Linked DNA regions of Rattus norvegicus: region 2 is linked to region 1. Evidence: chromatin contacts called from public Hi-C data. All regions are on one chromosome and are shown on one strand. The core of a region is the stretch at or near the end of the contact, and the rest is flanking DNA. Distances in the headings are between cores, read along the strand shown.

The links. A called contact is a pair of places that touch in the nucleus more often than the background predicts.
Region 2: a Hi-C map of psoas muscle shows a contact between it and region 1, with 3 times the contacts expected there. The contact joins two enhancer-like sites. A contact is called at or near these places in 10 of 12 Hi-C or Micro-C datasets (the A7r5 cell line, the Rat2 cell line, Schwann cells and 6 more) and 1 of 1 datasets of contacts at active chromatin or transcription factors (oligodendrocytes).

The regions. Positions count from the first base shown.
Region 1 is chr10:98,705,714-98,710,592 of GRCr8, forward strand. All of the region lies in intron 1 of LOC102549836 (a long non-coding RNA gene), which reads right to left. Among named protein-coding and RNA genes, the nearest start is that of Mir297, 7.6 kb to the right of the region's middle. Within about 2 kb of position 2,183, at least 2 of the 93 cell types and tissues checked have an H3K27ac peak or open chromatin away from gene starts, as enhancers often do.
Region 2 is chr10:98,819,988-98,824,866 of GRCr8, forward strand. The region is part of intron 7 of Slc39a11 (solute carrier family 39, member 11); the gene reads right to left. Among named protein-coding and RNA genes, the nearest start is that of Mir297, 110 kb to the left of the region's middle. Within about 2 kb of position 2,369, at least 44 of the 93 cell types and tissues checked have an H3K27ac peak or open chromatin away from gene starts, as enhancers often do.

The DNA.
Region 1 (4,879 bases), core at 933-3,432:
AAAAGAGGCAGATTCTAATCGGAAGGTGAGGTTTACATGGAGAGCATTTCTCTCACACCACAGTAAGGTCAACAACTCTTGAAACATGCTGGGGACGGAGTGAATCAAAGGGGAGCTTGCGGAGCATGCATGAGGTCCCGGGGTAAAGGCAGGTTTGTGTGTGTGTGTGTGTGTGTGTGTGTGTGTGTGTGTGTGTGTGTGTGTGTGTTTTCTTGTTTTAATGGATATTTAAGCAAGGGAAAGTTGGAGCCTATAGGACCATGAATGTCCCAGGTGCTCAATGATGTAAGAGTGGAACCAAACACAGGACCAGCTCCCCGGGGGCAAGCTCATCTCTCTTGCCTTGGGCTCTGACAGACACTGCCTGCCTGGCATTGATCACACAGGGGGCTGAGTAACCGGGAAACCCCAAGATGAGGAAGAGAGGAACCGGCAATGGAAAGGACCTGCCTGTGGATGAATGAGGGGCTAAGACGCAGCGCTGGGAGGTGGTAAGAGGGAAAGAGGACGACCTGGGATCTGGTTACAGAGGACTGCTTGGGAAAACAGTCTGGGTTTGTCTGTGGGCTCAGAAGGTGAGAAGGAGGCCTGCATCCAACTCCATGGGCTTCCCTTGAGTCTCCCTTGGACACTGCTGAATACAACTGGCTGAGAGGACCGTGTTCCCTCTCCCCCAGCCTCATGGTGTCTCAGGAAAGAATTATCTAGGGATGCATGAGTCAGCTCATGTGTTTCTGCTGTTTATGTCTTTAAAAGGTCGTATACACACACAAGCACGCACACACACACACACACACACACACACACCACACATATACACCACACATACACACCACACACACCACACATACCACACATACACACACCACACATACACACCACACATACTACACACACACCACACATACACACCACACCACACTACACACACACCACACACACACCACACAAACACACCACACACACATACCACACACACACATACCACACATAGACACCACATATACACACCACACACACACACCACACATACCACACATACACCACACATACACACAACACCACACCACACACACCACACACACACACACCACACACACACCACACACACATACCACACACACCACACATACCACACACACACACCACACATACCACACATACACCACACATACACACAACACCACACCACACACACCACACACACACACACCACACACACATACCACACACACCACACATACCACACACACACACCACACACATACCACACATACACACCACACACACACCACATACCACACATACACACCACACACACACACCACATACCACACATACACACCACATACACACCACACACACACCACACACCACACATACACACACACACCACACACACACATACACAAACACACACCACACACCACACCACACACACACAAACACACCACACACCACACACACACCACACACAGACACACACACAGACACACACACACTAAACACACCACACACACACACCACACCACACACACACACAGACACACACACACACACACGCACACACACACCACACACCACACACCACACACACACCACACCACACACACAGACACACACACACGTGCACACACACACCACACACCACACACACACACCACACCACATACACACAAACACACACACCACACCACACACACACAGACACACAGACACACAGACACACACACACGCACACACACGCACACACTGTAGCTCCACTTAGCTCCATGAGCCAGGGCAGTTGCTCTTGAGGCTGGGCCATGAACTGGGAAGAGGACAATGCAGCTTTTCTCTTTTGAAGGAGGTGTTTGCTTAACACGCTGCCCTCTGAAGGCCGAAGAGAAGAGTGAGGCTGTGAAGGGAGGACCAAGGTTCAGCACCCGGAAGGACTCCCAAAGCCAACTGCCCAGGATGGGAGCATGGCACTAGCAGAGGGCGGAGAGACAGAGAAAGGGTCCCCAGGAACACCGAGCCTGCGCATCCACTTACAGGAACAAACAGCCCTATAGCTATGGCCCTGTGCCAGAATGTTCCAGAATGCTCAAAAGACGCAGAGCTGGAAGGCAGAGAGCAAGGAGAAGATGGAGGCCGGCCGAGATATGCCCGTACAGCCCCAGGTTCACGGCTGGACACTGCTGGCCGTGACTGCTGCCTCATCAGGAACCCCTTTCTCTCTCACTGTCTCTCCCACTGTCAATGCATAGCCCTTACACACAGCTGCCTGTGCAGCCTCCAACCAGGTACCAAAGACCCAGTCAGGACAAATGGTAAACTAGAGAAAGACCATGTAGCACCAGTAACTATGCAAACGCAAATGAAGTCAGCGAGCTGGGGAGATGCTAGGCCGAGAGTTTGCTGCGAAGGCGTGAGGACCTGAGCTCAGAGCCCAGCACCCTCGTACAGAGCCTGGGGTCAGTGTGTCGGTGCCGGGATCCTTGGGTTGGGGATGCAGAGGCAGGATGATTGCTGGGGCTTGCTGGTTCACAGCCTAGCTCCAGTGAGAGATTCTGTCTTATAGGAGTCGGGGGAGAGGGATAGAGCAGGTAGGGTACCTGACATGTCCCTTTGACCTCCACATACCCACAAGGCTACACATACATGTGGACGCACACACACACACACACACACACACACACACACACACACACACACAAGCACCTTGTGCCTCGATAGTAACAAATGGGAAAGAAAGGGTTAAGAAAGGAGACCTCAAACCCTGCACTCCGCAATTCTGCAAACCCCACACATGAGCCAGGAAGAGAGACCACTGAGTGAGTGCATGAGACGACCACGTGTCCCTCCACCCCACTCCCGCTCCTGGTCTCAGGTTGTCACCTCTGCACGAACAATCCACGCAGGTCACTTGCCCAGGTCACATTCCCCACCTTTGCGTACCTGGCCAGTCACAACTCTATACCATGATCTCCTGTCTCCTCACGGAGGCCAACCATCCTGTGTGTACTCTGCTCTCCCGCTTAGGCACCTGCCTAAGGCACTCTTGCAAGACTCTCATCCCCCAGTCCCTGCCAGGAAGTGCAGGACAAGAAGAGGCTCTGAGGGGGATGACTCTGAGGGCTCTGGTGTGGTGTGAGGAAAGCAACTTACAGAAGAAGAGGTTGACTGAATCGAGGTTTAAGGGAGAGTGGTGGGGAAGTCCTGTCAGAGGGAGTGTGAAGGCTGCCTGTGTCTGTTATCAGGAAGCAGGAGAGATAAATGCTGGTGTCAACTCAGTGTCTCCCTAGGAGTCAGTCCTGAGCCCCGCCAAAAAGGATGGGCAAACCTCCCCTCCTCAGTTCAAACTCTGGAAAAACTCTCACAGACACACACCCACAAGTGCGTTTCCTAGGTGACTCTGAATCCAGTCAGGGTAACAGTAAAGATTACCCCTCCCATCCCTGGTGAACCTCTCTAAGAACGCAGTGGCCTCCCTTGCCTGCGAGTCAGTGTTCTGGTGCAGTCTGTCTCGGTGTTGCAGCCTAGAGTCATCTCACGGTTCCTCCCCTGTGTTCTGGCTGGGAGCCCCAGGGAAGTCTGGGGTTCTGGCTATGGTACTTTGCTCAAGCTCGTTTCCTCTTCCTCTGCCTGGGCCAGATGTTCAGTGCCCTTTTGTGAAATACAAACATGGCGCCTCATCCCAGAGTCCTCAGGTTGCAATGGGAATGAGGGGGAGGAGGAGGGTAGAGGTAAGAGTGGATCATGCCTCAGTTTTCACATACAGCAGCCTTAAAAGTCACCTGGGAGAGAGAGGGGTCAGCTTCTGTTTGTCTGATAAAACATGGGGAAAAGTGCTACCAGCATCTGCCCCAAACACCTACCCTGGCCACTTTAGAGGGGCAGGAACAAGGCCTGGGGGAGTCAAGTCCTTTCTGGCTGAAAACAGAGCGGCACCAAGTTCCAGTCTCCCTCAGACTTAATTAAGCCCCCAGCAGCCTGGGTGGAGGAGGTCCCATTGGGTGGGAAGCACAAAAAGAGACAGGCCAGGAAGTACAAGACCAGTCTCTAAGCCATGAGGGCAACCACCACCCCCCTCAGACCACCTTGGTTCCCGTTAGCCCGTTTGCTGCCAAGAGTCCAACAGACTGGATGCCCTGGATGCAGAAAAGGGTTAGTGCCCTCACTCTCCATTCTCCGAGTTCCTCAAGTCAGCCGTGAAGGGAACAGACAATGCTACAGGAGGTGCTTCAGAAAGGCGGTCTGACGGATCCAAAAGCAAATCAGTCACCACCAGCCAGCCTTCTTGGCCTTTGGATATAGACTTCAAAAAGCAACTCAAGGTAGCAGGGGGGATGCTCAAAGCTAGGCTCAGAGGACTAGAACCACCCCAAAGGGGAACTATGGTTACAGGATGGGAGTTGCCAGACGGTCCCTAAGAGGACCAAGGGGAAGTTGCATTGAAGAGGGATGGACATCTAAGGAGGGCATACGGGTTTCCCAGTCAAGAAATCTGTTTCAAATCCTGGTTGTCTCCAGGCTGGGAAGATGGCTCAGGGGACTGAGGGGCTTGCCATGTGACGTAAAGGTCTGAGTTTCTTTCCTGTTAAGACAAAGTCGGTGATGAGCCCTTGGAATCCCAGAGCAGAGGATGGGGGTGTACATCCCTGGAACTTGCTAGCCTGCCAGCCTGTCTGGCCCAATCAGCAAGACTCGGGTCCAGTAAGACACCCTGCCCCAAAACATGAGGTAGACTGTTCACGAGGTTGGCCTCTGGCCCCCTTCCAAGATCGCATGCACACCCCTGCACATGCGCACATACATGTACACATAATAAGCAAGCCAGCAAAAAAAAAAAAAAATGCCCACAGCTGGACACCAGCAAGGTAGGAGACTAGGGCCT
Region 2 (4,879 bases), core at 1,119-3,618, 110 kb after region 1:
GGTGGAGGAGTGACCACTGCTGGAGTCACGAGGCCAGTGGTGGGAAGTCCAACTGAGAGGCATGACCGGAAAATGCATAAGTGTGTGGCTATAGCCAGATGGGGTCACACTCAGAGGTGAACACATCCTACATGCCTAGTCTCTAGCTCTGAGAATCTCCTCCTTCTATGTTGTGTCCCTTTGCCCCTGGTGACAGCAAAGATATCACACCCTGACAGAGTCCTCTAAAGTTACTGGTTAAATCACAGTGCCTTAGCAACTTTTTCCTAGACTCGGAGAAGAATTGAAAGCATGGCCTCAGAGAGATGTTTACATCATTATGTCACACCCTTGCAATGTTGCTCACAAGGGCTAAGGGGGATAAAATGATTGCCCCCTGACAGGTGAATAGAGAAACAAAATATGGTCCATTCGTGAGAGTGACCGTGACTCAGCCTTGAAAAGGAAGGAGACTGGCACAGGCTACCTCATGGATGAGCCTCAGGAAGATTATGCTAAGTGACAGGGGTCAGACGCAAAGGGACAAATACTCACAGGCATCTCTAGGGCAGTCATCTGTGTAGAGAGAGAAGGCAGAAAACCTAGGTGCCAGGAAGGAGGGAGGAGTGGTGTCAAATGGGCACAGGGTATAGCTTGGGACAAGATAGGGAGTTCTTGAGATGGGTGGCAGTGTTGGCTGTACAGCAGTGTGGTCGTAGATCACAGAAAACAACTGTGTAAGTTAGTGTCATTCACGTATATTTCACTCTGAATAGAAGTCAAAGCGACCATGTACACATATGCAGGCACAGCATCACAAGCTGAGAGAACTACCACAGAGGAGAGAAAAATGTCATTTTCTTGCCTTTGGATCAAGGCACTTGAATGTCACTCTGCTCTGGATTCTGCACTCCTGTGGACACAACTGCCATCCACCTGAGCTGACTTCCCCGGTCTTTGGCCAGAGGCCCTGCACTCAGAGACAGAAGATGCCTATCTGGGAGAACATGGCCCCTACAGAAGGGCAGAGGGCACAGCGGTGGGGCTTCCTGGGCTCCCCTTTCTTAGCCTTCCTTCTGGGAACAGCTGAGGCTGGGGCCTAACCCTGACATGCTACACACCATGTCAGAGCTGGAGCCTAGATTTTGTGTTCAGGAAGGGAAGCTTTGGGGCTTGGAGAAGGACAAGATACTCCCCTCCCCCGCAGCTGCCACCATATACACACCGCAAGCTCTCTCTTAATATGGACGTATCTTCTTAATGGTCTTATTTATCTGGAGGCGGGGTCTCATGTATTCCAGCATGGCCTCAAACGTATCCTGTTAGTTTAGGATGACCTTGCATGTACCGCTATGCCCAGTGGACAGCATGCTGGGACTCGAACCCAAGGCTTGGAGCATGCTACCTAAGGACTCTGCCGACTGAGCTATCATCACAGCCACGTCTTTTTGGGTTATGGTTTTGTTTTGTTTTTTAAGATCTTCCTTGACAGCATGCTGGCACAAGCCTGCGATCTCAGCAGTCTAGGCAATAGAGACAAGAGTATCTCAGGTTTGGAGCCAGTCTGGGCTGCATGGTGAACTCCTATCACAAAAGGGTGAGTATGTGGTGGAGTTAGGCAGAGTGCCAGCCCAGCACCAAACCCCAAATCCTCCTTAGGAGTGCACTCATTTTCACAGGCAGGATGTGGGCCTCCTTCCCCAGTGGCCAAGGTCTTCTTAGTCTCCTTGAGGAGAGCAGCCCCCCTGCTAAGGCAGCCTGGCTGCCAACACAGCCTTTAAAGTCTCTCCTGGAAGTCTCGAGCACAGATATGTGGCTCAGGCTGGCTACGGGAGCTAAGGGTTTTGTGAGAAATATTCTGAGAAGACTTTGGGCAGGGTGGGGTGGAATCAGGGGCTCCTTGGTCACCTGGGTCTAGAGACCCTTTGCCTCTGGGCCTGGGCTGCAGAAATTAGTCTGGATCTGAACACAGATTTGTGAGTTGAGGTGTTCAGAACTTAGTCCTGCTGACTGACCCCTGTTGCCTGAAACCTTCAGCTGCAGCCTTGGTTCTTCTGAGTGCTTGTCCAGGCCTGAGGGGGCCTCTGTCTCCCGTCCTGCAGGCCTGTGGTCATGCCTGGCAGAGCAGGGTGTGGGTCCTGTGGATGGTCTGGGCAAGGGTCTCCACAGGGCTCTGAGTTCTGGATGGAATTAAAAGTCAATACCCTATCTGTAGGAATTAGGATGATGAAAGGTAATTCGTCTTTTAAGAACAGACAGGAGGCGGGTGACCCAAGTTCCAAAGAATGCTGTGGTTGAACTTTTTTTCTCTCTCTTCTGTTATTTGTTTTCTGGCACAATCTGTCTCTGTGACTGAGCTGAGGGCTGTGTCCCTGCGACAAAGGCCTCTTTCTTATGACAATTTAATAGCTCCAATACAGGACAGCCCTGGCTCTCCCACAGGCCCCGCTCCGAAGGTTGCTGAAGGAGTTAGGAAGAACACGGCTGCTTTTCTGCACTCTGGTTCAAACTTAACTGAGGGAGATCCGGGTAAGGAGGACTGGCCTCCCAAATTTTAACCTCCTCCTAGCAAAACTGACAAAGTTAAAGGGGAGCCGGTATGAGGCCATGATGGGACATGGACCAGGACACGACCTTCAGGCTTTGCAAGGGGAAGTGGTTTAGAACGTTAAAGGGGACCAGGTCAGGGAGGCCCACATTGTAGCCTGGGGAGGGTCTCCCCAGGAATTCCTTAGGGTTGTTGGAGCAGAGACTTCTCCGGGTTATTGAGGGCAACAGTCCAACGTCGCTATTCCTCCCTCATTGTCTCTCTCCAACCTCCTCATCCTTCCATCCCCCCAACAACTCCCCACCGCCTTTCTCGCAAGTGTCCCTGCTCATAGAGGAGTTGGGTTCCATTATAGTTCCTGAATTACTTGTTGCAATGTAAGGATCTCCACAGTGCTGGCAGATAAGACATCAGCCACCCCACCACCCCCGCTATTCCCCCTCCATTCTGGAACTTTCTAGGACAAGTGACGCCTGCTCTGTATCTCTGTCTTCCTCAGTGACCCCCATCTGTCCACCTGCCCCACTAGGTGGGGCCGGGCAAGCAGTTCATGACTTAGGGGCCACCAGATCGTCTTGGTCCCACCTCTCTGGGGTGTCCCTTCTTTCCCTCCCACTCCCTTCCTCCCTTTCTCTATCCCTCCCTTCCTCCATCTGACTTCTCTTCCTCCCTCCGTTCTATGTATTCTTCGTTTACCCGCCATGCAGGGGAGCCATTCAGGGTTATAGTTGTCACCATGGTGGCAAGCGCCTACAGACACTGAAGCCTTCCTCGACATTAACGTCCACTCCCTGTAGGACTGGCTGCATAGACTGCTTCCCACTGATGTGATTTTTATACACGATTGTTTCCCAGCATGCCCAGGGAGATAGAAGATGCTCTTGACAGGTGAGCCTGGGATTGTTTCCCAGCATGCCCAGGGAGATAGAAGATGCTCTTGACAGGTGAGCCTGGACATCTACAGATGATATCCGGAGTACTCACAATGGGGGTTGGCACACTGCCCCTACTGAAGCTGACCCCAGTTCCCTACCACTCCGGGGGACACTTTCTAAGCCTTTAGGTTACAGCAGAGGCGAAGAAGGGTAGTGGTTAGAGGCACAGGCTCTGTAGTTGGGCTGTTTGGGTTCAAAACCCACTTCTGCCCTGCGCAGTCGTACGCACATTTCACATCTGCAAAGTGAGCACGTCATCTTCTCTCACACAAATGGCTGGGAGGCAGAGATAGGATACGAGGTGTCCTGCGTCAGGACGCAAGGTCTCCATGTGGAAGGAGCTCGGGAAATGTTAGCTCCGTGAGTTTTGGAATCTGATGGACGACGGAACTGACGTGCCCTCACTTGCTAAAGAATGGCCGCACCTCTGCCTTGGGTCAGTCAATCACTGTAAACAGACCATTGGTGACACATGCTCTTATTCAGTACCACAAGGGGCACTAATGTCCCAAAGCTACCTCAGCTCACCATGCAAAATCTATGGGGATGCAGACCACCCTCCCTATGGGGTGCTGCTTCGGTGGTCCGTCCTGGAAGACAACAGCTTCCTTCCCTGAGGTATCTGCCCATCAGCTGCTGGGGGAAGATGGATGGAGCCATGGAGAAGACAGGGAGTCGCATCACTCTGAGTGCTTGGGAAAGCACACTGGCTCCCACAGGGCCCCGTGGGCCTGCCCCTCCCCTGGTTGCTCCAGGCTAACAGAGTCCATGTTGTGAATCTATGGCCCCCGCTGCCAAGATGTCCAGCCCCTGTCGCCAGGGACATGGGTGGGGGCAGCTGAAGCAGCAGTGGAGGAGGAAGGGGGTGAGCATAAAGGGCCCCTTGTACTGCTGATAGGGGAGAGAAGTGGCCGCTAGCCACTTAGGGCAAACGGGGTGGGGGTGCGGGGCTTGGTAGCCTCCTTGTTTTGAGACAGTGAGGTGAGATCAGAGGGGCTTGGGATCGAGTCCAGGTAATTAGGGAAGCAAAAGAAAGACTCTCAGGACTGTCTCTCCTGAAGTTGCTGGTGGGTTTCTGAGCAAAGACATCAGTCCCCAACACACTTCCTGGTCCTGGGCAGGGCGAGGGTTAAAGACACTAGGCTAGAATTACTAAGGCAAGAAACAAGGACCACATCAACTCTGCGCCCAGGCAGTGCTATGAACTCTGTTTGGGGGGGAGGGAGCGCTGGGGGACACAGAGTGGCAGGATGCTAAGGCTGCCCGGTACCTGAAAGAGACACCTAGATTGGGTCCTGTACCAAGAGGCCTGGGGCTGACCTCTCTACACTGCAGAAGCTGCTTCTACACCAGATCCTCTGGGTGAGCAGGGGTGGACCGCTTGCTCCTCCAGGGCTTGGGCTGGCAGAGGGATGCA